7 separate regions of the Mus musculus genome follow, and all the other regions are linked to region 1. The links are chromatin contacts, called in public HiChIP or PLAC-seq and promoter capture Hi-C maps. All regions are on one chromosome and are shown on one strand. Each heading gives the region's core, a stretch centred on a gene start, on an enhancer-like site or on the middle of the called end of the contact. The rest is flanking DNA. Distances are from core to core; before and after follow the strand shown.

What was found. Promoter capture Hi-C pulls out the DNA fragments that hold promoters and counts their contacts. HiChIP or PLAC-seq counts read pairs in DNA pulled down with a chosen protein or histone mark.
Region 2: an H3K27ac HiChIP or PLAC-seq map of trophoblast stem cells shows a contact between it and region 1, with 5 times the contacts expected there. The contact joins the enhancer-like site here to the promoter of Tcim in region 1. A contact is called at or near these places in 3 of 39 promoter capture datasets (embryonic stem cells, hippocampal neurons and liver) and 3 of 115 datasets of contacts at active chromatin or transcription factors (embryonic stem cells, pancreatic cancer cells and trophoblast stem cells).
Region 3: a contact with region 1 is called in a promoter capture Hi-C map of liver, with 5 times the contacts expected there. The contact joins the promoter of Ikbkb here to the promoter of Tcim in region 1. A contact is called at or near these places in 2 of 39 promoter capture datasets (liver and stem cell-derived epiblast-like cells).
Region 4: a promoter capture Hi-C map of hippocampal neurons shows a contact between it and region 1, with 6 times the contacts expected there. The contact joins the enhancer-like site here to the promoter of Tcim in region 1. A contact is called at or near these places in 13 of 39 promoter capture datasets (the 3T3-L1 cell line, 3T3-L1-derived adipocytes, the C10 cell line and 8 more), 4 of 115 datasets of contacts at active chromatin or transcription factors (astrocytes, differentiating embryonic stem cells, embryonic stem cells and 1 more) and 1 of 9 other capture datasets (embryonic stem cells).
Region 5: a contact with region 1 is called in a promoter capture Hi-C map of liver, with 5 times the contacts expected there. The contact joins the promoter of Smim19 here to the promoter of Tcim in region 1. A contact is called at or near these places in 2 of 39 promoter capture datasets (both in liver).
Region 6: a promoter capture Hi-C map of liver shows a contact between it and region 1, with 2.8 times the contacts expected there. The contact joins the promoter of Letm2 here to the promoter of Tcim in region 1. A contact is called at or near these places in 4 of 39 promoter capture datasets (embryonic stem cells, hippocampal neurons and liver) and 1 of 115 datasets of contacts at active chromatin or transcription factors (pancreatic cancer cells).
Region 7: an H3K27ac HiChIP or PLAC-seq map of trophoblast stem cells shows a contact between it and region 1, with 5 times the contacts expected there. The contact joins the promoter of Kat6a here to the promoter of Tcim in region 1. A contact is called at or near these places in 3 of 39 promoter capture datasets (hippocampal neurons and liver) and 1 of 115 datasets of contacts at active chromatin or transcription factors (trophoblast stem cells).

The regions. Positions count from the first base shown.
Region 1 is chr8:24,437,648-24,441,025 of GRCm38.p6, reverse strand. It overlaps Tcim (transcriptional and immune response regulator), which reads left to right and starts at 2,080. Exons shown (of 1, transcript NM_026931.3): 1 at 2,080-3,378. The coding sequence starts at 2,130. The coding sequence ends at 2,450.
Region 2 is chr8:23,188,724-23,192,073 of GRCm38.p6, reverse strand. It overlaps Gpat4 (glycerol-3-phosphate acyltransferase 4), which reads left to right. Exons shown (of 13, transcript NM_018743.4): 2 at 382-1,358. The coding sequence starts at 1,194. Among named protein-coding and RNA genes, the nearest start is that of Gpat4, 18 kb to the left of the region's middle. Within about 2 kb of position 2,088, at least 31 of the 459 cell types and tissues checked have an H3K27ac peak or open chromatin away from gene starts, as enhancers often do. A contact at or near this core is called in embryonic stem cells, pancreatic cancer cells and trophoblast stem cells, where this site is marked.
Region 3 is chr8:22,704,648-22,708,286 of GRCm38.p6, reverse strand. It overlaps Ikbkb (inhibitor of kappaB kinase beta), which reads left to right and starts at 1,704. Exons shown (of 22, transcript NM_001159774.1): 1 at 1,704-1,817; 2 at 2,083-2,205. The coding sequence starts at 2,101.
Region 4 is chr8:23,313,061-23,316,388 of GRCm38.p6, reverse strand. No RefSeq gene overlaps it. Among named protein-coding and RNA genes, the nearest start is that of Gm24335, 25 kb to the right of the region's middle. Within about 2 kb of position 1,923, at least 9 of the 459 cell types and tissues checked have an H3K27ac peak or open chromatin away from gene starts, as enhancers often do. A contact at or near this core is called in hippocampal neurons, where this site is marked.
Region 5 is chr8:22,475,084-22,478,542 of GRCm38.p6, reverse strand. Smim19 (small integral membrane protein 19) reads left to right here and starts at 1,664. Exons shown (of 4, transcript NM_001146117.1): 1 at 1,664-2,037. Slc20a2 (solute carrier family 20, member 2) reads right to left here and starts at 1,843. Exons shown (of 11, transcript NM_011394.3): 1 at 1,618-1,843.
Region 6 is chr8:25,596,097-25,599,208 of GRCm38.p6, reverse strand. It overlaps Letm2 (leucine zipper-EF-hand containing transmembrane protein 2), which reads left to right and starts at 1,713. Exons shown (of 11, transcript NM_001364069.1): 1 at 1,713-1,934; 2 at 2,764-2,847. The coding sequence starts at 2,801. It overlaps D830025C05Rik (a long non-coding RNA gene), which reads right to left and starts at 2,726. Exons shown (of 1, transcript XR_003947362.1): 1 at 2-2,726.
Region 7 is chr8:22,857,533-22,860,860 of GRCm38.p6, reverse strand. It overlaps Kat6a (K(lysine) acetyltransferase 6A), which reads right to left and starts at 1,315. Exons shown (of 18, transcript NM_001081149.2): 1 at 1,229-1,315. Gm46036 (a long non-coding RNA gene) reads left to right here and starts at 422. Exons shown (of 3, transcript XR_001778526.2): 1 at 422-607.

The DNA.
Region 1 (3,378 bases), core at 831-3,330:
CAGCTCATCACTGTCTATACCTCCTGTTCTAGGGGATCTAATACCATCACAAAGACGCACAAGCAGGTAAAATTGGTAAACACCAAATGCTCATAAAATAAAAACAAATAGGGCTGGAGAGACGGCTCAGTGGTTAAGAGCACTGACTGCTCTTCCAGAGGACCTGAGTTCAATTCCCAGCAACCACATGGTGGCTCACAACCATCTATAAACCATCTATAATGGGATCTGATGCCCTCTTCTGGTGTGTCTGAAGACAGCTACAGTGTATTCATATGCATAAAATAAGTCATTCTTTAAATTTTTTTTTAAATTCAAAAAGTTATTGGGGTGGCCCCAAGAACAATGCCCTGGGTGCTGGGTAGAGAGTGTTGCCAGGGTAGAGAATGCAGGATAAGCGGTCTCAGCTCTGGTGAGAGGACAGAGTTGAACGGGCTCAGCTTGGGAGGAGGTGAATCTTCAGAAAGCATCCCTGCCCGCAAAGGGTAGGAAATAGGCATTGGAAGAAGATGATCTCAGCCAACACCACAGATGCTCACAAGTGCACTAGACCCCCCATTGCTAGAACAGCTAGGATCTTACCAGCTCATATTGAAGGTCTCCCAACTAACTTGCCCCTCCCCTGAGCTATCTGTATCTCCTGGGTGACGGCCACTACAGTCGTCGGTGATGAGGGTGACAGTTGAGCTGGGGCCCTCTGGCTTGGACATCTCCTGGGATTTTGTAGAAGTTCCCTGCCCGTTATGTGCTTGAGCAACTCTGGCGCATACTTATCCACAGTGAACATTTCTTTCAGGTAATAGGAAGACACTGTAATTTCACATAATAGTCATATCTTCAAGTAATAAATTAAAAGTTGAAGATAGCATCATTCTGATTATGCTGAGTGATTCCAAAGTAGCCTTCAAAACAAAAGGTTTTGAAAAATGCAAAAGGTTTTGACATATGCAAAAATGTCTCACTCCTTTCTCCTAGTGAGACATAAACTTTATTAAGGTAAAATAAATGATTTTATTTCTATTTTATTCATTTAATTTAATTCTGAGACAGGGCATTCATTCCTGTGTAGTTCAGTCTGTCCTGCAGCTTGCTAGCCTGCCTCAGCCTTCTAAGACAGATGGGGTTATAGGTGTGTGATTTTCTTGACTATAAGTGAAATAACATTAAAAGTCCATTCTAGTTTCTTGGAGGACCAGAAAGGAGAGTAGAGATTTGAATCATAAAGAGGAATCTCTAGGTCAGAGGAAGGTGACATTTAGCATAGAACAGCTGTACGTATCTGAGTCTTGTGGATAGCAAAAGTAATAGATTAAAAGCGTGTAATGAAGATAGCAGCATTCTGATAATGCTGAGTGACTCCAAAGTAGCCCTCAAAACAAAAGATCAGCTCATTCCTTGTGGGCATTAAGTACCCACAGCACCACCATTAACCTTTGCTCCTTGCTTTTGAATAGTTGTTGCTGTCAATACTTACACAAGCTGGGGAGCTACCATCTGCCGCTATTACTGTTTAAATTGCAGTTCCCAGCAGAAATTACATACAGCACTCAGGTACAGTTTGAGATTTGTGCTTTCGGGCTGAGCCATGTCAGTAAACTTTAGCTCCAGAGTCAGACTTCCTGTCCTCCCAAGCATTTTTTTTTTTCTTCTGACTTCCTCACCCTCACCCTGATAGGGACAGGCAAAAGGCACACAGACCTAGGCTGCCAGGGTCTGGCCCACACTTTAAAACTTTTGTACTAATTGAAACTCTGTTGAGCTTGGCAGAACTCCTTGTTTCAATCGTAGGCAAAGATTTGGAGCCTTTTCTTTTCTCTCTCTCTCCTGATTTCGGCTTCTGGAAGGAAGAGCCAGTTTGTAAGGCACAATGCCGTCTGAGGTGTAAAGAGGCAAGCTTGTAGCCAGCTATCTCTAAACAAGCTTTGAAATGCATTCTAGCATCCGGAGCCAGATCTTTGGCAAGGCAACTGTTAATGTTCTGTGGTTTTTTCCTCCCTGGGATCAATGTGACGTCACCAGTGTAATTTGAGTCCCGAGCTTTGTTCACCCTTTAAATAGCCGTCCTGGGACGATTTTTACAACAGACTCCCCTGGAAGTGCCCAAGCTGAGCCGTGGAAGACCCACATCGATGAAAGCCAAGCCAAGCCATCAAGCCACCAGCATGTCCTCGTCTCTTCGAGTAAGCCCGTCCATCCACGGCTACCACTTCGACACAGCCGCTCGCAAGAAAGCTGTGGGCAACATCTTTGAGAACATAGACCAGGAGTCCCTGCAGAGGCTCTTCAGGAACTCCGGAGACAAGAAGGCAGAGGAGCGGGCCAAGATCATTTTTGCCATCGACCAAGATTTGGAGGAGAAAACTCGAGCCCTCATGGCCCTGAAGAAGAGGACAAAAGACAAGCTTCTTCAGTTTCTCAAACTGCGGAAATATTCCATCAAGGTACACTGAGCACAGCAGGCTGGGCAAGAGCGTATCCACCAATGGACCTTTAAAGACCCAGTGAGCCTGCCAGCTCTGGCACGGGCAGTGTCCCGCGAAAAGGCTTGAGAGCTTCCTCCGACAGGACCCCGAGGATGGAAAGGGACATACATAACTCACCAGCTACACAGACTTGCAACTCATTGCAGCCCTGAGCTGTCCCACTGGGAGCCAAGTGCCTTCAGCAGGCGTTGAGAACTCTCACAGCAGGAAAGGACATAGCCTGAGAGGATGGAGGCACTGACCAGAACACTGCGTTTGTGGGGACTGAGTGCACGCACCCAGGGCCGTTGGCAAGGCCCTAAGACTAAACTCAAACCTAACTTGGTTTTTGTTCTTGTTGTTCGGTTTATTATTTTGTTTTCTTTTTTCTTTTCTTCCTTTTTTCTTTTTTTAAATATTGAAGTGGGGAGGGAGGGAAGAGAAGGAATATGAAGCATAAGTGGTTTACTGAAGTTTTGTGTGTTTTTTTTTTTAAATCTGAATGTTTAAAAATGTGGCTAAATCTCCGTGCTGTTTATTGGTCAAGATTTTTAGAGATCAGTAATTGTCTGCTTGCATTGAATACAATGGCTAAGACAGTGCACCCCCTGCTGTTAAAGTCAAAGAACTGGATGCCTGGCCCAGCCCAGTAAAACCCCACAGCATGGGCTATGTTTCTACAGGATTTGTACACACTTCAAAATGGTTTGCACAAAGCTGAAATAATGGGGCCCTTCATAAATCCGAAGGACTGTGAACAACTTTCGAATGTGCTTTTTAAAACTCTCTGACTAATGCTAAAATCTAATCTAATTAAATGTCCTCCAGACACTGTAGTAAGCATTAGGAAATGAATATGGGGGATTTTAGAAGGATGCTGTGGGTTTTTTAAAATTATTTATTATGCATTGTAAGT
Region 2 (3,350 bases), core at 839-3,338, 1.2 Mb after region 1:
GAGGGAACAGAACCAATGATTGTCCTGTGTCAGCAAGAATTATACTAGGAAGAGTACAAAGTTAGTCCTGCAGTACATCTGTTATAAAGAACTCTGGGTAACTATGGGACAAGTTAGGGCATTGACATTTCATATTGTACCCTTACCTTTCAAAATGTTCATCATCAGAAAGTTGGCATGCACGGCCAGCTTCACTCATTGTGGAATACTGGAATGTCCGTTTTCCCCCACGCTGTATCTGCTTGCCTGCTGCCTTTTTACCTTGATGATAGAGAAGCAACCTGTGGGCTCCCAGCTGTCCCTTGTCACACATATGGAAGGAAGCACATTAATGCTTCTCTTGCTTTGTGTGACTAATGGTGTTTCTGTTTCCACCCCCAGCTCTGGCAGCATGTAAACAGCCTTTTGCCAAGAACCCAGGTCACCGCTGAGAAGGCTGCCTTAAGGGAGAAGAATATCGGAGGACACCAATGCCAGGCGTGTTTGGAACAGTGCTCAGTACAGGCAGCATGAGACGTTCTGTGCCAGCCTCTGTGTGCTACTGGCAAAGGCTGGGGCTCTCTGGGTAGGAGGGTCCTGGGTCAGCCAGCATCAGGAGCCCCCTCAAGGGAGCATGGGACCAGCTATGAACTCTTTACAGTGAACTCAGTTTTAGCTTATGAAGGAATTTTAAGTAAACGTTACTTAATTTCTACATACTGACGTTTGGCAGCCTTGGGTGTGAAGTGCCAGCAGCTACCCTTGTCTACTGGAGTTTCAGGATTCTTCTGGCACCAAGGCGAACTCTTCTTGGTACTTCTGACAATACAGATCTTTAGGACAAATTTACCCGCTGAATGCTTTGGGGCAGGAGGAAAGTAAAACCTTGGAAGCAGCCACATAGCTGAACAGAAAGCTGCCCCTTGCCGCTCGCTTGCCCGGACACTCAGGACTCAGGTGCTGTTCCAGCCTACTCACCACAGATTGTCATCTGTGCCCGGGAGACCTGGCATTTCTGGGGTGCTCCTGTGACCCTTCTGCAGTTCTGCGCCAGAGCTCTATTCAGGCAGTTGGATGACATGAACTTTGAGATGGAGTTTGTCACCCGTGAGGGACTGGCTGCCTTTCCAAGGCTTGTGCTATCTGAAGGGACCATCTGAAGGACGTGTTTGTGTGTGGAAAAGAGGGCACCAGCCTGACGTGCGTCCTCCACCATGTTCCTGTTGCTACCTTTTGATAGCTTGATTGTCAACCTCCTGGGTATCTCCCTGACCGTCCTCTTCACCCTGCTGCTTGTTTTCATCATCGTCCCTGCCATCTTTGGAGTGTCCTTTGGTATCCGAAAGCTCTACATGAAAACACTGCTAAAGATCTTTGCGGTAAGTTGTACTTCTGTGATATGTTTCCTCACTGGGAAGAGAAGGACATTAGCAGAAAGAATGGTTCTTTTACCTTCTGTGTCACAGAGTGGGGCTTAGACACTGGACATTGCCACATGCAGAACAGGTAGTAGGACATAAGGCTGCTTATGGGCTCATTTTTCCTCTCTCACTGTAATCTGAGGTAGAGTCTTACATTCATGCAAAAAGAATGCACAGAGCCCGGGCAGTGGTGGCACACGCCTTTAATCCCAGCACTTGGGAGGCAGAGGCAGGAGGATTTGAGTTCAAGGCCAGCCTGTTCTACAAAGTGAGTTCCAGGACAGCCAGGGCTACACAGAGAAACCCTGTCTCAAGGAAAAAAGAAAAAAGGAAAAAAAAAAAAAAGAATGCACAGAAAAAAAGAGCATTTGAATTATTTTCCAAAAAAATAGAGGCTATGTCAGAACTTAACGTACAGCTGAAGAGAACTGGTTGTGTTAAATGGAAGCAGATGAGAAGCAATATCTCCTAGAAGTTGATCTGTGCCACAGGACTAATATTTAGACAAAGAGTTGCTAGCTACTTTAGTTGCAGGATCTGTTTTAAATAGTTACCAAATTCTCAGGAATTCTTTTCCACAGCTGAAACTGCAACCTTTGAGTAATACCATGATAATATGATGCACTTACTCATGTGGTATCTTACAGGCTTTTGTGGTTTGGTTTGCTGCTTCAAGCCAAGGATTCAAGCACTCGGCAGTCTTTATTGTTTCCATTTTCCTTTAGCTCCTTTGAACTCTGTGGTATTTACTGTCCTTACAAGAATAAGGTGGGGCTGGAGAGAGAGTACAGGGGTTAAGAGCATGTCCTGCTTCTTGCTGAGGACCCACATGTAAATCCAACACTCACAGCCGTGACTCATAACTGTCGGTCACTTCAGGCCTCTGTGGGACCTGCACCTGTGTGCACAGACACAGATATGCACACACACACATAGTTAAAAAGTATTTTTAAATAATTGAGGCCAAATAAGCAGAATATAAACCCAGCCGGGTGGGTTGAGTTTGCTCAGGTTGCACAGCCGCCGCCTCTTGCCTCTCGTAGAGCTACTTGTTACCACTTGAAAAGAAGCTCTTACAGTCCCACTGTTGGGGAGGATTTCTAGTTCAAAACCGGTCTGAACTAGTGTTTTGTGTGGATGGAGTCATACACAATCCATGCACGCTTCTCTCTGGCCTCTCTGACTTGGTGCTGTCATCGCCTGTCTGCATGGCAACCATTATCCGTGCACTTCTGTGTTCTGTGTGGGGCCTGCACGGTGAATTGCGTATGCATCCATCCACTGAGGAGCTGTTTCCACCTGTGGGCTGCCGGGAGTGGTGCTGCTGTAGACTCATGCTGGGAGTATGTCAAGAATGTAGAGCTGAAGCTGGGCAGCGGTGGCGCACGCCTTTAGTTCCAGCACTTGGGAGGCAGAGGCAGGTGGATTTCTGAGTTTGAGGCCAGTCTGGTCTACAGAGTGAGTTCCAGGACAGCCAGAGGTACACAGAGAAACCTTGTCTCGAAAAAACAAAAACAACAAAGAAAAAAAGAATGTAGAGCTGATGTTTGACTGTGTGGGTACACGAGTGTGTGTGGGGCCTGAAGCTGGTGACACTCATCTTTCTCAGTTGCTCTTCTACCTTACTTATTGAAGCAGGGGCTCTCAGTCAGACCAGAGCTTGATGTCCACCTGCTCTTTCTAGCCAGTATGTGGCTAGATCCTATCCCTGACATCTGAGGCTGACGTTTCAGAGGGGCCACCATGTCTACCTGGCACTCACGTGGGCTCTGGGGATCCGAATTCTGGTCCTGGTGCGTGTGTGTCAGGTACTTTAAGCACTGGGTCACCTCTCCTGCCCCTAGAAATGGCCATTTTTAAAACAGAAGTCAGAGCTGCAAATCTAGGGCTCCCCTTAAGTGCTTAATTCATCTTGGATAATTTTAGGGGAGGCAGAAAGCCTAGAAGACT
Region 3 (3,639 bases), core at 455-2,954, 1.7 Mb after region 1:
TGATGCATTTCAAACTTACCTTGATTTAGTCCTTAAAACTGTACAACGTCTTAAAACTTCTTCCATGTTGGAACATTATATTCATACATGCTTCAGAATAAACTATGATCTTTTTATTCCTTTGAGGAGGTGAGAGCTGTTTCTTTGGATGATACAGTGTACCCTTGATTCCCACTTCCACTTGTATTTGTGTCAAGTACAGGAATCTTTTACCTCAAAATAGGAAGTGAAATAACTACAAGGTTATTGCAGTTGTCCTGACTGGAATGGAGGCTAAAGAGTCTCCTGAGCTCCTCTTTCTGACTTTTAAACTGCCGACATAACAGACCCCGAGAAACTGTAATCTCCCCCAGGAACATCATCTGAGGCCACGTGGGAACCCGTGTAAGAAAGCTGTGACTGTCCCGTGAGCTGTGGTTGGGGCAGAGTGCAGAATGTTCTTCCACAAGTGGCCTTCTAGAAATAATTGCAAACCCCATAAAAAGTGGATGCTCTCAAAAGGGGCGACATGAAGGGTATGGCTTGGGATGTCCACGTTCTCTCTGTGGGAAGGGTGGGGTCCTGGGAGGAATATTCTTGGCTTTTTCCCACAGGTGCAAGGATGATAAGACATAATACCAAGTGTTTTTTCACTTGCTGTTCTTGTATTTGCTTAAGCTCTCTGTAAACATCATCTCATGTTTTGCTTGCTTTAATAATAAAAGAGTGAGAAGTTCTTTATTTGCTCTATTCTTGAGTTCAAACGCTTAGAGTCCCCAGGTTATCCCACAAAGATCTTTGGCTTTCAATCCAGGGAGACTTTGTTAGCCTTGCTGGTCGCTGTCCGCTGCTGGGTTCGGATCTAAAAAGCCAGTAAATGTCAGAAGCCTGGAGCCACTGTGCCACCTTCAGAGGAGCAGAGATTTCACACCGTCTGACAAACGCCACATCATAGGAGAAACTGGAGCCTAGACAACGATGGTGGACCAGAACATATATTGAGCATGACTACTTAGTTATGTATACCACTTGCCTTCCACTTAAACCCAAACCTCATGGCAGGACCCCAAAATTAGACTTGGATCGGCAGAGGTATGGGTGAGAGAGATTAGATCGCTGTCTTTCCCCAATGTAGTCACATTGAATAAACCTCTTTTTCTCCTTTCCATTGGTAATTGTATCGTGAATTAGGCTATGGGAGGTGAGCGGCTGAACCTGGCTTGTTAGAGGCAGGGGTGGATGCTGGTAGGCGTGTGGGGTGTCCTGGTGGAGAAGACAATACCCAGCCTCTTGACCTAATAACTAGTAATTTCTTTATGCTCCCAGTGCTCAAACTCCATTTTTGATAGACAGTGCTAGTTTTTTGTTTTGTCTCTGTACTCTTCCCTCTCCTCCCTTCCTCTTTGAGGGGGATGGTGGTGTGTTACTTTCTGAGGAGCATCAGGATGGTTGATTATTCTTAATACTGAACCAGGAGCGGTGGGAGGACAGGGAGGCAATTCTTAGGACAGCCTCTAAGTCAGCACTAGTCGGGGCTCGGCAGATTCTCCCCTTATTAACTGCCTAGCCAGTCGGATCAAGCTCAGCCTAAAAAGTGCCAGGGTGAAGAAGAGCTCTCCAAGCCGCCAGGTCCTGCGCCGCCAGGTCCAGCACCTTGGCTGGCTGTGGCTGCGTCTCCGAGAGCCAGTGGCTCGCGCGTCCCCTTTAAGAGCCGTCTAGTACCCGTGACGTCAGGGCAGGAAGTGTTTGAGGAAGTGGCGCTGGGCTGGCTGCGTGGGGACCCCGAGTTTTCATGTCCTCAGCGGGTGTCGCTGGCGGCCCCGCGGCCCCCGGGGCAGGTGAGTCCCACGCGAGGGCGGCTCGCGGCGCGTGGACCGGCTCACCCGGGTGTGCGCTCCGCCTCTCCCCGGGGTCCGTGGCTGCGCCGCGCCCGATGCTGAGCGGACCCACCGGTGGGCCCGGCCGCCGCAACTTTTATTTGTTAACTACACCGGTGTCCTAGCCTCCCCTTGCAGGGCAGCAGCCACTGCTGCTCCCAGTTGCTTCTTGAGCTCCAGTGTTCTTCTTACTCTCAACTTGTCCTCTCTCCCTGCTTGCTTCTAGAGTTAGCAGGGCATCGATATGAGCTGGTCACCGTCCCTCCCAACCCAGACATGTGGAGCCTGGGAAATGAAAGAACGCCTGGGGACCGGGGGATTTGGAAACGTCATCCGGTGGCACAATCAGGTAGGGCTCTGGCACCAGGAAGGTGGGTGAGCTTTCTTGGCGCCTCTTCTGACCTGGCCCGGTGTGAATGGGTGGATCCCTGCCTAACCTTGGCGTTGTCCAATGGGAGCGTAAGAAAAAGGACTGCAAAGGGGATCTGTGAGCTGCTAAACTGACTCTTTTTAAAAAACCTTAATAACCATGCCACTTAGAAGGACACATGAGGGAGTAAGCTGTCATTCCAAGTATTTTGAAATTATATTTCTACTAATATTTAGACTAGCACGTAATACATTACATTGTGATAAATGTTGTAGAATACAGGCAGTGTTAAAAAGATGAGAGCAATAAAAAACATTTTAAATAACTTTATTTAAAATATTTTAGGTAGTTGATAACCCCAAGGTTTTTCTCTTCTCTTTCTTTCTCTCTTTCTTTCTTTCTTTCTTTCTTTCTTTCTTTCTTTCTTTTCCATGTGCCGCCATATAATGCTGAGTGATGTGGACTGATTTCATTTTTGGATCTAATTTTTATTCCTATTATTTTAGTCCTTATGTGTCTGATGTGCGTTGCTCATGTTAAAAGTTTGTGTTCTTCCAAAAAAAATTTGGGGGAGGGGGCTGGCAGTAAGTACGCTGAGATTCTTGGCAGGACTCTCTCTAGCTCGGCTGTTTACTGTGGGAGACTTATTTTATCCGATTTGGGTAATGAGTTCATCACAGTGCCTCAGGAGCACACAGTACTTGTGATGTTTCCGCTAAAGAGTACTTACTAACCTCAGGATACTTGAGTATCAGACGTGATGTGTGACTATCAAACTTGGGGGTCATGGCCTGTGCCCTAAGCTGAGTCCTCAATAAGCCAATTAAAATAGGCAAATTAATAGTGGAAAGCAAGGGATTCATTCACTGAGGTCACATTAGGAAGAAGGACAGACAGATCCCCCCCCACCAAGTCCATCTCCATGATCCTAAAATTAGGTTAAGGTCTAAATAGAACGCCAAGGATACTCACATCTAAGCAGTACTGTGGTCCAGCCTACCACTGGCCTGGTTTTGTCATCCTGTGAGATTTTTCTGAGAATGTGTTAGAAATCTGTAACCCAGAAGACAATTTCCCCCTCTGGCTGGGAGCTTTTTCTCTCCCAACATGAAATTTCTGGGGAATTTCCCATCTCTCTGGCATCCAATGTTTAAAAGTATCTCTTTAGAATATCTTCATTTCTGCCAGACCAGTTACTCAACCTCCTGATAGACCCCGCGGGGAGTGCTGTCTGGAGGCCTATTTTTCTATTTTAGGATTCCAGTGTTGGTCAACAGTTGGAAAACATACCAAAACGAGAGGCCACCCTTCTAGGGAATCCTTCCTAAAGAGCTAAAATCAAGGTCTTGACTCAGATTGAGTGGTCCAGGTGAGAGACCAGCCAGGTTGATCGTGGTGATGACAGGGAGAAAT
Region 4 (3,328 bases), core at 674-3,173, 1.1 Mb after region 1:
CAGGCCCCAAGGAAGGAGTATGTTTAAGGCCCTCTGCTTCTGACTTCTTTTCCTACCACTCATTTGAGGTTGAATAATGTCTCCCGAATTCATGTCCACCCAGAGAGCCTTAAAGAATGGCCTGGCTTTGGAAAAAAAAAAGAGCATATATAATTACCTAGAATCAAAGACGGTGTTGAGAGCGTGCTGAATCAATGTGGCTTGCAAATCTAACGAGTCTTCTAAACTAGAAACAAGGCCCCACTGAGAGTACACAGAGTAAGCAGAAATAGGCAGATACCTTCTTCTGGAATTCTGAAGGCCCTATTTGCTAGAAGAGATAACTGGAGGACTCTTCCCCAGAGTCTTAAGGAGGACGGGGTGGCCTTGTGACACTTTGATTCCAGATTTCTAACTGCCACAGCTGATAGCCCCATACATGTCAGCCCTCTTAAGTCATGAGGTTCATTTGCGACAGCAGCCCTGAGAAAGCCGTATGGACACAGACACCTTCTACATTTGTCTTCAGGCTCTTGGGTCTCCTCATACAAGGTATGGAATAGATCTAGGATTGTATTACAGTATCAGGAGGCCTGATCCAAGAACCTGTGTGATTTTCTCCAAATCCCTTGACCTATTTGAGTCTCACATGTTTCCTGTATTAAGTAACAAGGTGAACTGTATTTTTCCTGTAGTTCTGAGAGCCAGAATTCCCCTAATTAATGATGTAGCCTAGAATCGGTACCATGAAAACAATCACCACCAGATGATCACACATTTCCGGAGCTAGGGGACCTGCCTGATGTGAGTGCAAGGGGACAATGCTCTGCTCCTCCGGCATGTGGATGTCACAGGAAAGCTGCTGGAGGTGGACAGTCCCTGGAAGGAAACCCATTCCACATTGACTTTACAAAACAATCCTGTATACCCGCTCACTGTTCCCAGCCAACGAGAGAAACACCGCATCAACATCTCTACATGGGACAGGGTGTTAGCTCAACGAACCACTCATACACACACATAGATGTGATCTATTCAGCGGCAGGCTGGTCATGCCACCTTGCTTTTGCAGAAGCAAGTCCTCCAATCTGGACTCTATTCCAGACTTCCTTTCACTTCATAAACATTTACCCTCCCCACCCCCCACCCCCAAACGTGCTGCCGACAGCCGTCCATGTGTCCCAACGGCTTGTCCTCCGTGCTCGGCGTTAGCATTCTAAACCTGGAAAAGATCTCAGGCCCTAACCTTGTTGGCTTTGTGCGAAGAAAGCACCAATGCCCACCCTGCTGAAGTTATCTGTGAGATACAATGAAAGTGATTGGAAAAAGTCCCACCTCCATTTCCAGGAACTCTCTGCCGTTTTCCCTGGAGAGAGGCACGTCTGACGTCTTGGCTGAAGACCCATTCATTCCTCTGTCTCATGAACGGAAAAACTGCCTGAGCTACCTTGTGTCTTCTAGACCACAGAAATTAAGTTTACAAGATTCCTTTCTCTATTCTATTCCCACCCCCCTTTAGAAAAACAGTGCAACAATCATTTTCAATCTGATCCAAGACCACAGGATTGTTTCCAATTCCCCGCACCGGTATCTCCTTCACTCCCGGGAGACCGTGGAATGTTCTCATGCTTCCCTCACGGGCTCATCATTCTAAGTTCCACGGGGTCCTCTTTGACAGGCTGGCAATTACGGCTCCCTGCAAGCTTCCAAGTTGACTGTAAAGGCCTCGGGGTCTCAAACACCCAGAAAACAGACTTTTTATGTTTTTATAAACTATAAAATTGTAATTGGATCAAACTTTGCATTCAAAGGCACATTCTTTGGGAATATTTTATATGCACATAAAACAGAGAAAATGTTAACATTATGATCTTAACTGTCTGCACATTGGAACGAGCTAAAAGTCAGGGAAATGCGGTCCATCTGGGCTCAGCTTTGAAACTAAATTATTTTGAGAGCACAACAGATGCCTCAGGGAAGTTTGACACGGCCCTCTCCAGCTCCTGTTATCTGGCGACTTGAAGTGGGGTTGAGGAGAGGGGGAAATGGTCTCATGGGGGGTGGGGAGGTGGAAAGGGTGGGGTCACTTCTTTTAAACCTTCCTTTCTCAAAACTGTGGTGTGGCTAACCCAGGAGCCTTAGCTGGAATGCCAATCCCTCCACAAGCTGGGCAAAACCGGGTTGGGCATGTGGTCTCAATGGCCAGGCTCTGGCTTCAGGTGCCTGGGGAGGCGTGAGGATCCTTTGAGATCCCCTCAGGCTTCATCCAATCATGTGGAGAAGGGAAACCCAGAAGTTTCTATAGCCTGTAAGCTTGTTTGTTCAAGCCTGTGCATCAGGTCTTTTTTAGCCTTGGTTGTGGAGTGCTAGAGCCTGCTGACTTCAGCTTGGATTGGTGTCTTGACAGGGGGAGGAGAAAACAGAGTAAAAGGTAAAATTTCCTTCCCTTGGAACTGGCCATGCTGCTCAGCTCCTTCGTTCTCCTGGCTAGCAGCAGTCTATTGCTCTTTAATGATCACATTTGCAAAGTGATCCCTGGTACACCGAGGGATTGAAGATCTGTAAAAGGGACAGTGAATAAAAGCTGGCCTCCTTGAAAGCAGAGGAGACACAAAGACCTTTTCCATGGGATACAGAAGGTCTGGGACAGGTTTAGGCCAAGTGCAAGATGTTCCCTTTAAGAATAAAAAAATGTGCTCTCAGAATGTGCTAATCAGGGAGGATTAGACAACACTAAAGACTTGTCCTGGAAATTTTACCATTTATCCTCCCAAAAATCTTACAGGAACATTTGTTTAAAAATTTTTTATTTTGGGTTGAAGAGATGGCTCAGGGGTTAAGAGCTCTGGCTGCTCTTCCAGAGGTTTTGAGTTCAATTCCCAGCAACCACGTGGTGGCTCACAACCATTTATAATGGGATCCAGTGCCCTCTTCTGATGTGTCTGAAGACAGCTACAGTGTACTTATATATAATAAGTAAATAAATCTTTTAAAAATATTTATTTTGGGGGCTGGAGATATGGCTCAGCAGTTAAGAGCACTGACTGCTCTTCCAGAGGTCCTGGGTTCAATTCCCAGCAACTACATGGTGGCTCACAACCATCTGTAATGGGTATCTGATGCCCTCTTCTGGTATGTCTGAAGACAGCTACAGTGTACTCACATACACGAGATAAATAAATAAATCTTTTTTAAAAATTTATTTTTATTTTATGTGTTTGAATGTTTGGCATGCATATATATGCCATACCACACGTGTGCCTGGTACCCATGGTATCTAGAAGAGGAAACTGGAGTTATAGGTGGGTGTGATTTGCCACATAAGTGCTGGAAATTGACCCCAGGTCCT
Region 5 (3,459 bases), core at 415-2,914, 2.0 Mb after region 1:
AATATGTGTTTAAAATACTTAAATCCTAATTTAAAAGTTAGGCACAAGTATGCACAATACAGAAAAATCTAACATTCTTAATATTCAAATGCTCAGCGAAACCCCAAAACTCCTAGCTGAGTGTAGGAGGGGACACTTTTGATCCCAGCACTCAGGAAGCAGAGGCAGGCAGGTCTCTTGAGTTCAGAGATATATCCTGATCTACATAAATCCAGGCCAGTCAGAGATACACAGTGAGACCCTACCTAAAAGAGAAAAGGGGGGGGGGGCAGTCAAGCAAAATAAAAAAATCTAACAGCCTACAGCTTGTTTTTGTTTAATTTTCTTAGTTTGGTGTTAAAAAAATCATTTCACATGTTTGTTTGCCTTCAGTTAGGAAGTGTAGTAAGAAATACAAAGGACCCCAAATTTGAGTAACGGCTCTGTACCTTTGCCTGGTGCCCACCCTATCTAGATCAACTTCTGACCATGTTATATAATGGGCACTTAGGAGTAAGAAAAGAGCCACAAGGCTTTTAAAACTCTTATACACCCAAATGGACTAAACACACTTCTATGAACTTCTTTCTAAAGCCACACTAATTTGCTAAGTTATTCTGTGATCAGCACCCTTATTTTCAGAAGAGAAACAACTATTTAAAGCCAACGTTCTACATAGTGGTGCGAGCTAATCAAACTTAAGTATTGAGAAACTGAACAATCTACGCCTATGTAAGAAGTTCCCCTTGAGAATGAACTGATATAAAACATCTATGAACATCTGGCACTGTCCCGGCAAACAGGCAGCAAACACCACGTGTACTACTCTTTCTAATTCTCTAACTTTAAACTCAAACTAAATGGTTTAAAAATTATATAAATGATTGTGTGTATAATATACGTAAACGCACATACACTGATACTACAAAAACATGTTACTGATCCTAAGGGAAGGTGAGTTTGTAATAGGCAAGACAACTTGTGAAAAGTTACAGTCTAATTATTTGCTCTTATCTCTGCACGCCAACTCAAGAGAACCGCTACACTGCGAGCAAGAATGGTAACAAGAAGTCAGATGATCCCGGAGAACTTGCCCTGCTGGAATTGCTAAGCCCTTAAGCACGTGGACAATGGGCCGCTTTATTTGCATGGCCGCACTAACCTGGGGGGACCGACTGATCGGTTTAATGGCGAAACTGCACTCACTCATTAACGATCACCACCTGCCTCACCCTGGAAAACGTAACCTTATTCAAGTCCCCCCACGCAAATGGTGTTTTTCTTTTTTGTTCTTTTTCTTTTAAAAACACCCTAGCCATTCAAGCAAAGATGCGAGAGAGCAGTCGCCTCGGCCTCACAGCCGGGAAGATGAGGAGACCGAGAACCCAGCCAGCCAGCTTCGTCCCGGGAGCACGCGCAGACACCCCGAGACCGCCCCACCGCGGAGGAGCCTCGGCGCCCTCCGGCCTGAGCCCGCCGCTTCCCGCCCGCGCCGACCCGGGCCGCGGCGCGCGGAGAGACGCACCGCCGCGCTGCACCGCGCTGCGCTCGGCTCCCGCCACACGCGGCACGCGGTGCCGCCGCGGCGTCGGGCTCCGATCCCGCACAGAGGGAAGGAAGAAAAACCAATAACAAAACCTGGCTTCTCGTTCCCTCCGGAAACCGCGGGCCGGCAGGAAGTGACGAAGGCGAGGTCGTCCGGTCCGCTGGGTCTCGGCCCGCGCTCCCCGCCCGACTCCCGGAACAGCCCGAGCGGAGCGGAGCGGCTCGGCGCGGCGGCCTCCGCACCTCAGCAGCCGCCGAGCGCCCGCCCGCCCGCTCTCCCGCTCGCTCGCCCGCCCGCGCGCGGCTGCGTCACCGCCCCGCCCCCGTCCCGGCCCCGCCCCGTCCCGTCCAGTCCGGGCCCAGCCGCGGGCTGCGAGCTGCTGCGGGTCAGATCCCGACCTGGGTGTCTCTGCGGGCGGAGTGAGCGGGGCGGCTGCAGCGTGCCTAGGGTCCCCGGAGCCCGCAGAGACGCCGGCGGGAGCGTGCGGCGTCCCGTCGCGGGAGGACTGTCCTGTATGTCACCTGGAACAGATTGCACAGGCTCGGGGGAGGGGGGCGGCGGCTGGAGGAGGCCAGGTTTGGGCGTCAGATCTGTGTGCCACCTCTGCGCCTCCCGTTCCCCGGGTCCCTGTGGCCTTGGGATCTCAGAGCCACCACTGTCACCTGTTATTGAGTTGCAGTGCGTCAAAGCAGGATGGGTGCAAAAAGAAAAAAAAAATTACTCGAACGTGTACTGCGCAGTCCACAGGCCTCAGCTATGCTCCGTCCTCTAGGATGGGGTGAAAGCCTGTGACCTTGTTCCCGTCTGTTTTAGGACCTCAAACGTCGCAGTGCTTCAGAGAGTCAGGAGAATGAATCTTCCCCTCATGGTGTTTGGGTTCCGTTGTTAGAAATTATGTGTAGTCTGAATTTCCGTGAGAGAGTAACAAAAGTCCCACGTGAGAGGCAGAAAATAGCATTCCAAGCGAGGTGGCAGGTTCTAGAACGGAGTGGACAAACTTTAAAACTTAGGATAATGTCTCATGATTACCTGAAAAGGATTTTGTCACCCAAAAGGAGGTCAGCCTTAAACTAAATCCCGATGGATGCGTTTTTTGATGTCATGATCTCTTAATATGCGTGTTTAACCTGCAGCTTAAATCAGCTCCATCTAGCTAGCATCTTTCTAATGCAATAATAGTTTAAACATTACATCACCGGACAGCTGAGGGAAGATGTCAGTTTTCCCATAAGAGCCCAGAATGTCACTCTCAGCATCAATCTACTAGAGCATTAACTTGCCTGAAATGAACCAACCCCTGGACATTTTACTTTAGACTGAAGGGGAAAGGCGCATATCCTCACACTTGGTTAGGTTACACAAAGTGCGTGGGAGGCGTGGTTAAAGTACCTCCATGTCTGCACTGTGGACTCTGAACTCTCCATTCCTGACTCTTCCAAAGCGTGGCCTTGATGGTGTCAGGACTAGCAGGAGAGGCCTAGCTTCAGTGCAGACCCTTTAAACTGTGGGTCTAAGGAAACTCATCCACCCAGGACCTGTGGAGCAGCGGTGTTATTGCATACTATGGATGGTTTTATAGAATCTGTTTTGCCATCCTGGGTCAGCAATGGTTAGAAAAGCTTTTTCTAAGTATGATTAAAGTGTAATATAGTAGGAAGCCATCAATCTCTGGGTAGAAGTATATTATTCACACCATGGCAGGTGGACAGGGTTGTGTCGAAAACCTTCGCAAGAAATTAACCGGGTTCAGATCCACTAGGCATTAGGAAACATTGTGTTAATTTGTCAGGTAAATAATTGGCACTCACTCCGGATCCTAGTGGCCCCTGCCTTATTGATCACTGATTCTTTCCTGATTGGTTAACTCGTAGTTCTGAGGGCTATGACTGTTAACACTTTATGGTCTGTGCTCTCGGTACCATCTCCAGTCACTT
Region 6 (3,112 bases), core at 464-2,963, 1.2 Mb before region 1:
CTTTAGCATGGGACATAATCTCTTTATTATGGGACATAATAAGCTCTTTAATCAGGAGCCAGGAGGATCTCAGTGAGTTCGAGACTAGCCTGGTCTACACAGTGAGTTCCAGGCCAGCCAGGGCTACATGGTGAGACCCTGTCTCAAGGCGGGGAAGGAGGAGTTAAGTTTTGTAAATTTCAATTCTTTATGATCAGACTGTGAAACAGAACCCCTAGTGGAAAATTGCCTGACATGCACAAAGGGACCCCTAGTGGCCAAACTGAAAAGTTTTGCTTATTTTAAGTAGTCCATTCGGTTAGTTGAAATATACTTTTTTTTTTTTTTTTTTTTTTAGGATTAAAAACGGCCTCCATTTCTTTTTTTCTTTTCTTTTTTAGTTCTTTTGAAACAGGATCCCACTGTGTAGCCCTGGCTGTCTTGGAACTCACTTTGTAGACCAGAGTGACCTTGAGCTCACACAGATCTGCCAGTCTTGTCTATTAAGTACTGGCATAAAAGGCATGCACTACCATGCCCAGCCCTCAAAACTTATTCTATTTTGTACAGCTCATAATTTTATCATCAGAGTTCTCAGAAAAGTTGAAGAAAGCTCGAGCCAGGCATGGTGGTGCACACATTTAAATCTGAGCAATTTAGAGGACCAGGCAAATGAATCTCTGTGAGTTCAAGGCAAGCCTGGTCTACATAACGAGTTCTGGGCCAGCCAGGCCTACATCGTGAAACCCTGTCTCTAAATAAATAAATAAGCAAGCAAACTAAAATATAGAGTCAAAGATGGCTGCAGTGGTACACACTTGTAACTAAGCACTGGGGAGGCAGGCAGGTGGTTCAAGGGTTCAAGACCACTTTCTGCTACTACCTATTGAGTTCCAGCCCAGCCCGTGTTACATAAGAACCCCGCAAAATAAAAAGAAATTGAAAAAAAAAAAAACAGATAAATAGGAACAAGAATGCTTTCAGAACTTTAACTTTCCCAAGATGGCTAGTTGCCCGCCCTAGGAACGTAAACGTCCTCAAACCCACAATGCCTATCTTATTTAACAAGTACTCTAGAATATATTTTTGAATGTTGAGATTTCTACACAACTAATGATAAGCGACAACATGAAACCATTTTTTAAAGAGAAAAATCAAATTCCGTATGAAGATTTCAGAAGCATTCCAGCCTTCGACCCCGCAGAAGAAAGGTTTTTTTTTTTTTTTTTTTTTTTTTTCTCAGTGCTGCCCCTCTGCCACCAGGACCTCACAACCTCCTTCGCCAACCCAAGACCTCTAGGCAGTTTCGGAGACTAAAGGGTGAGGAACGGAATCATCAAAGTGATGTCATCAGTGACTCCAATTTGGGTTACAAAGGCTACTATCAGACCTTACTCTGGTAGGGCCTCCATTCAAGGAGTTCTCGAGGAGTTGGCTAGACTACAGAATGTGGGCAGGCAGGGGGGGGGGGGGGACGCAGCTTTGGTCCTGTAGTACAGACGCTGCCTCAACTAACTCCGACCCAGAAGTGACTTCGCGGGCTCGTGCGGGGGACCTTGTTGCCTTCCGCGCGGCTGCCGTGAAGGACGCGAGCCAGTCCCAGGATTTGAGAGCTCATTGGATGGTAGTGGCGTCACTCGGAGTGACGTCACAGGGCGAGGCGCAGGAGGTGGAACCATGGAGACTGGGCTTCCGGCCCCTTTAGCGTGGGGGCGGGGAGGAATTGGGAAGGTAGGGTTGGGGCCTTAGTCACCTCGCAGCGGACAAGGGCTCCCTCGGCGTCTCCCGTCAACCCCGATCTCTCCCCTAAACTTTGGACATTCTCCCCTACGGTGTACCTGACCCCACTCCAACAATCCCCAGACCCACCGCAGTCCTCCCCACTTTCCGCGGAGACTACCGGCCGAGAGCCGAGGGCGCCTTTTGCACCGGTGCGGCGAGCGCGGGGTGCAGAGGTAACCCCGCAGCGCTGGGCGTGGGGTTCCCCCGAAACGCCGGGCAGACTGCCTGGGAGTGGCCCGTAGCCCCGGGGCCAAGGGCTGGGGAGCCTCCGCAACAGGCCCGGCCTCCCTCCGGAGGAGCGCTGTCCGCGGTGGGGCTGGTTTCCGAGGTGCTGTGCCCGGTTCGCGATGTTTACTTTTTAGCTGAGGTTTCCATAGGGTGGGGTTGAGGGCCTGGGGAACCTCCTTCCGGCACGATTGCGAGATCGCAGTGTTATGCCAGTAGCTGAGAAGCGGCTCGGGGTGGAGAACGGTTTTAGTTAAAGGTACAGAGCTTAGTTCGGACTCTGGAGATTCTGCATCTGCGCTTGAGCCTTTAGTAGATACCATTATGTCTTCGCTGTTCCCACATGAAATTAGTGAGAACTTTTAGACTTTTGGGTTGGTGGTAAATGAATCCAGGGTGCTTACTTTCTACTTGTATTTTCTGGTTACAGATAAAGATGTCTTTCTCCTTTTAACCGTCGCAGCAGATTATTAGACACTATTGACCAGAAATTTAAAAAATTAAAAAAAAAAAAGCCTTTGGAGGCCACATCGTCTTCAGGATCATCTTCTTAGAACCCATTTCTGTGTGTTTGGATCGAAAAAGTACCATTTTCAAATCCAGAGCTAAGAAAATACTGAGGCTTTTGTAAATGAACTTGAAGGAAATTTTACACCTTGAATATGCAAATCTCTCTCTTTGCCTTAGTTTTTCTTAAAAAAAAAAAAAAACCACCTAAATTCTCATGTTTAATTGATTCCTTTTTAAAATACTAAATTGTTTGCTTCTTTTGCCTAGGTCTCTGTGTTGGTTAGTTGAAACAAAAAAAATAAACATGGCCTTCTACAGTTATAATTCATTCTTAGCTATTTTCTGGACAAGGTAAGGCTTGGAGTTTCCCACAAAAAAAAATGTATATAAACTCATGCATCTATATGAAAAACATGTGTTGTAAAAGACGTGGTGACAAATGCGTTTAGTCCCAGCACTCAGGAGACAGAGGCAGGCTGGTCTCTGAGTTCAAGGCCAGCCTGGGCTACATATCAAGACCGTCTCAAAAATATACATAAATAAATAAAGGAAGTAACCAACAAAACAAAAAGATTGGCTTAGTACAGAAAACCTTGCTGAGTTTTCAATACATTTC
Region 7 (3,328 bases), core at 66-2,565, 1.6 Mb after region 1:
AAGTACCCCCCTCCCCAGGAGGGGTGCTTCATATTAGTGGAGGTTTTACGAGGACAAACATCAGAATTATTACCCAAGGGATGTTTCTGATATAGACACTAACTTTAAAGTAACCAGGACTAAGACCTAAGAAGGTGGGAACACCCTATGTGGCTGAGTTTTCAGGTGAAAAAGAATGAATGACAGTCACACATTGTCTTTCCGGCCGGAAGTTTCCCCAATCTGCGAGTCTGCACAAACCAACGCTCTGAAGATCTGAACCCTAACTCTCAGAAAGTACACTCGCGAGCTAGAAAGAAAGACCAGCCGGGCTCGCAAAGCCCTTCCCGCTCTCTCTCCCAACCCAAAACACATCTGCGCGCGCCCTCGATTTAAAGCCCAAGGAACTTTAAAAAAAACTTGAAGCGGCAGAGCCCCGCAGTTTGCCAGCGGACCGCTTCGCCGGTCCCATTCTATGGAAACACAGCCCGGAGAGTAAGTTAACAATGAAATCACGTGGAGTTAGGAGCATAGTAAGCTCTAGCCCCAGCTCCTCCGAGCTCTTCGCTCCAAGGGGTCGGCTCAGAAGAGCAGCAAGGGGGACACCGGCTGTGACGGAGCCTGACAGGTAGGGCAGGTCCGGCCCAAAGTCGCGGAGCTCTTGACAGGCAAGCCCGCCGCCACCCGTCCCGGCTAGGGGCTGACAGTCCGACAGACACAACACCACACGTGCTGCCTGCTCCAGACCACTGCACCCACCAGGCTGTCACCCTGCACCGCTCAACCCCGCTCGGATCTCCGCGCACTCCGCACAGCCCGGAGTGCGCGCCCGCCCGGCGCCGGGAGCGGCGGGAGCGGCGGGCGGGCGGGCGGACGGACGGCGGGCGCGCCCCCGAGGGAGAGCGGGCGAGCCCGCACAGCAGCCCCAGGCTCCGCGGCCTGGCTGCTCGGCGCCAGGGAGCCCCGGCTCCCGGAGTGGGCCGCCGGCGGAGCTAGGGCGGCGGCGGCGGCGGGCCCGTCGGCGCGAGCCCGGAGGGCGGGCGCGGGCCGGGCCGCGGAGTCGGACGCGAGGGGGCGGCCGCGGCGCCCAGCCCGAGGCCTGGCGCAGAGCAGCGGGGAGGCGGCGCAGGCCGCGGCGGGGCCTGCAAGCGGCCCGCCGTCCCCGCGAGGCGCCGAAGCAGACTCCGGGGCGGCCTAGCCTCGGGCTCGGCAGCTGGGAGCGACCGGGGGCGGCCCCTCGGCTCCTTACCTGGGGGGAAGACAGCCGGGATCCCGGGGGCCCGGGCCGGACCGCGGAGATGCCCCAAACTGACACGGCCGCCATCTTGGAGACAGTGAGCTCCGACTGGGGGGAGGGGAGGCCAAGCGGCGGAACAGCCGCGGGGGGAGGGGAGCGTCGCGAGGGAACGGCTGCCTGGGGAGGGAGCGGGAACAGCCTGCGCGGGCGGGCGGGAGGGAGGGAGCGGAGGAGCGCGGGAGGGGGGCGGCCGGTAGCTGGAAGAGCCGGCTCGTCGCCGGGAAGGGCCGGAGGGCGGGGCCACGGGGGGCGGGGTGGAGGGAGCCGCTGGGCGGGTCACGTGGGGCGGGTACAAAAGGCCGAAGCCCGGGTGGAAGCGGGAGTTGGCCGGGCTGGAGGCCAACAGCTGGGGGCGTCCCCTCCTCCTTTCTCACGCGCAGCGATCGGGCAGAATGGCGAGGCCACAGGCGGAAGGTGCACCCGGATTATACAGCCCGGGAAACTTGGAGCGGGCGGGCGGGCGGGCGGGCGGGCGGGCGGGCGCTTGGGTGGGGCGGCTTCGGCGCGACGCCGAAACCTCGGAGCTAGGAAGCTCGGAGCTCCCGGCGCGCGGCGTCCGCCCGGGTTCCCAGGCCCTTGTTAGCGCCCGGGGGCGTGCACCCGCGGCTGCCTTGCAGGGTCGGGGACACACACACACACACACACACACAGTGGCTTCGGGAGCTCCGTGGCTGGGCGGGGGAACGCGGGTGGCAGGAGTTCCTTCTTTTGCCTTCGCCTTTCTGCTCACTCTGCACTCCAGCTGCTCATCCCCCCGTGGTTCAAAGAATAGTCTGGCTAGAAAGGGGAGAGGGCACGAAGTTGGACACTCCTTGTCAGCCAACAAGATGCCCACCTAGGGCACTTGACTGACCCCCCTGCCCGCAAGTCACTAAACCTTGGAAACATGTTTATAAGAAACACCACCCACCGAGCTCGGTTTCTAGGACTTGGACAAGGTCACACAGCTATTATGGCACGGTTGCTTGTGGAACCTGGGTCTTTCTCTTCTTTTCCTACCCTGTGCAGTTTGATGGCTGAACCGCAGAGACTCTTGGCTAGGGCAAGCCTCTCCGCTACTGGCTACCTGTTTCTTTGTCTTTGGTCCACTAGAAACTCTTGAGATTGAGTCCCACACACACATACCCCTTCCCTGGAAAGACGTTAAAGCTCAACAGCTTGAGACTTGTATTGCTGCTACCCTTGCACTTGGTTTATGTCCCCTTCCTAGACTGTTAACCCCCCGCCACCTCATTTTATCATAGCTTTACCAAAAAGGAAAAAAACACCTGCTAGTCGCTGCCATAACTTTGATATTACTTTGTTGGTTTTGTGCTTTATTCACTTTACAGTTCAGGTGTAGTCGTAATGCTTTTAGTATATTCCCAGGTTAATGTTCTTCGACAGTGCCATTTGGCATCCCAGCATCTAACCAACATGATGCCAAGGGCTCAAAACAGCGCTTATAGTGAATAAGCATTTGTAAGCGTCTGAGAAATAAGTTTACACCTCACCTCATGTCCTGTCTCCAAACCTCATTCCCTGCTTTCAGATCTGAGTAGCCCTCCTCCACCCTAATTCTTGCCCAGACGACTATGCACACTAGACTGTTGAAACTATTCCATATTAATACTAGCCTGGGAAACTCACGCAAAGGGCCTGCAGTGCCCTATACTGATGTTGATAACAAGCAGTTGTGGAGAGGTTTATTGGATCACCCAAAACCACTTCTCTACAAACCCCAAATTGTATTCCATTACTAGTGGAAGAGAAATTTGAAGACAGGAGGATGACCAAGATCAAGACTCAGTGGACTCCCCATCTCAAGGGAATATGGTAGACAATGTTACGGCAAAGACACATAGTATCATCCACAGGCCTCCAAGAATGGACACACGCATGCACGCACGCACCTGTTTGCTTGTTTGTTTGTTTGTTTTAGATATACATTACTAAAGGGCATACTCAGAGATCTTTATAAGTTTTGCAGCAAAAAAAATCAGTTTTGCAAGTCCACCTGCTGTCCGAAATGGCAGAATTTAGTGTAACTCTGGAGTTGGGGGGGGGGGGTGT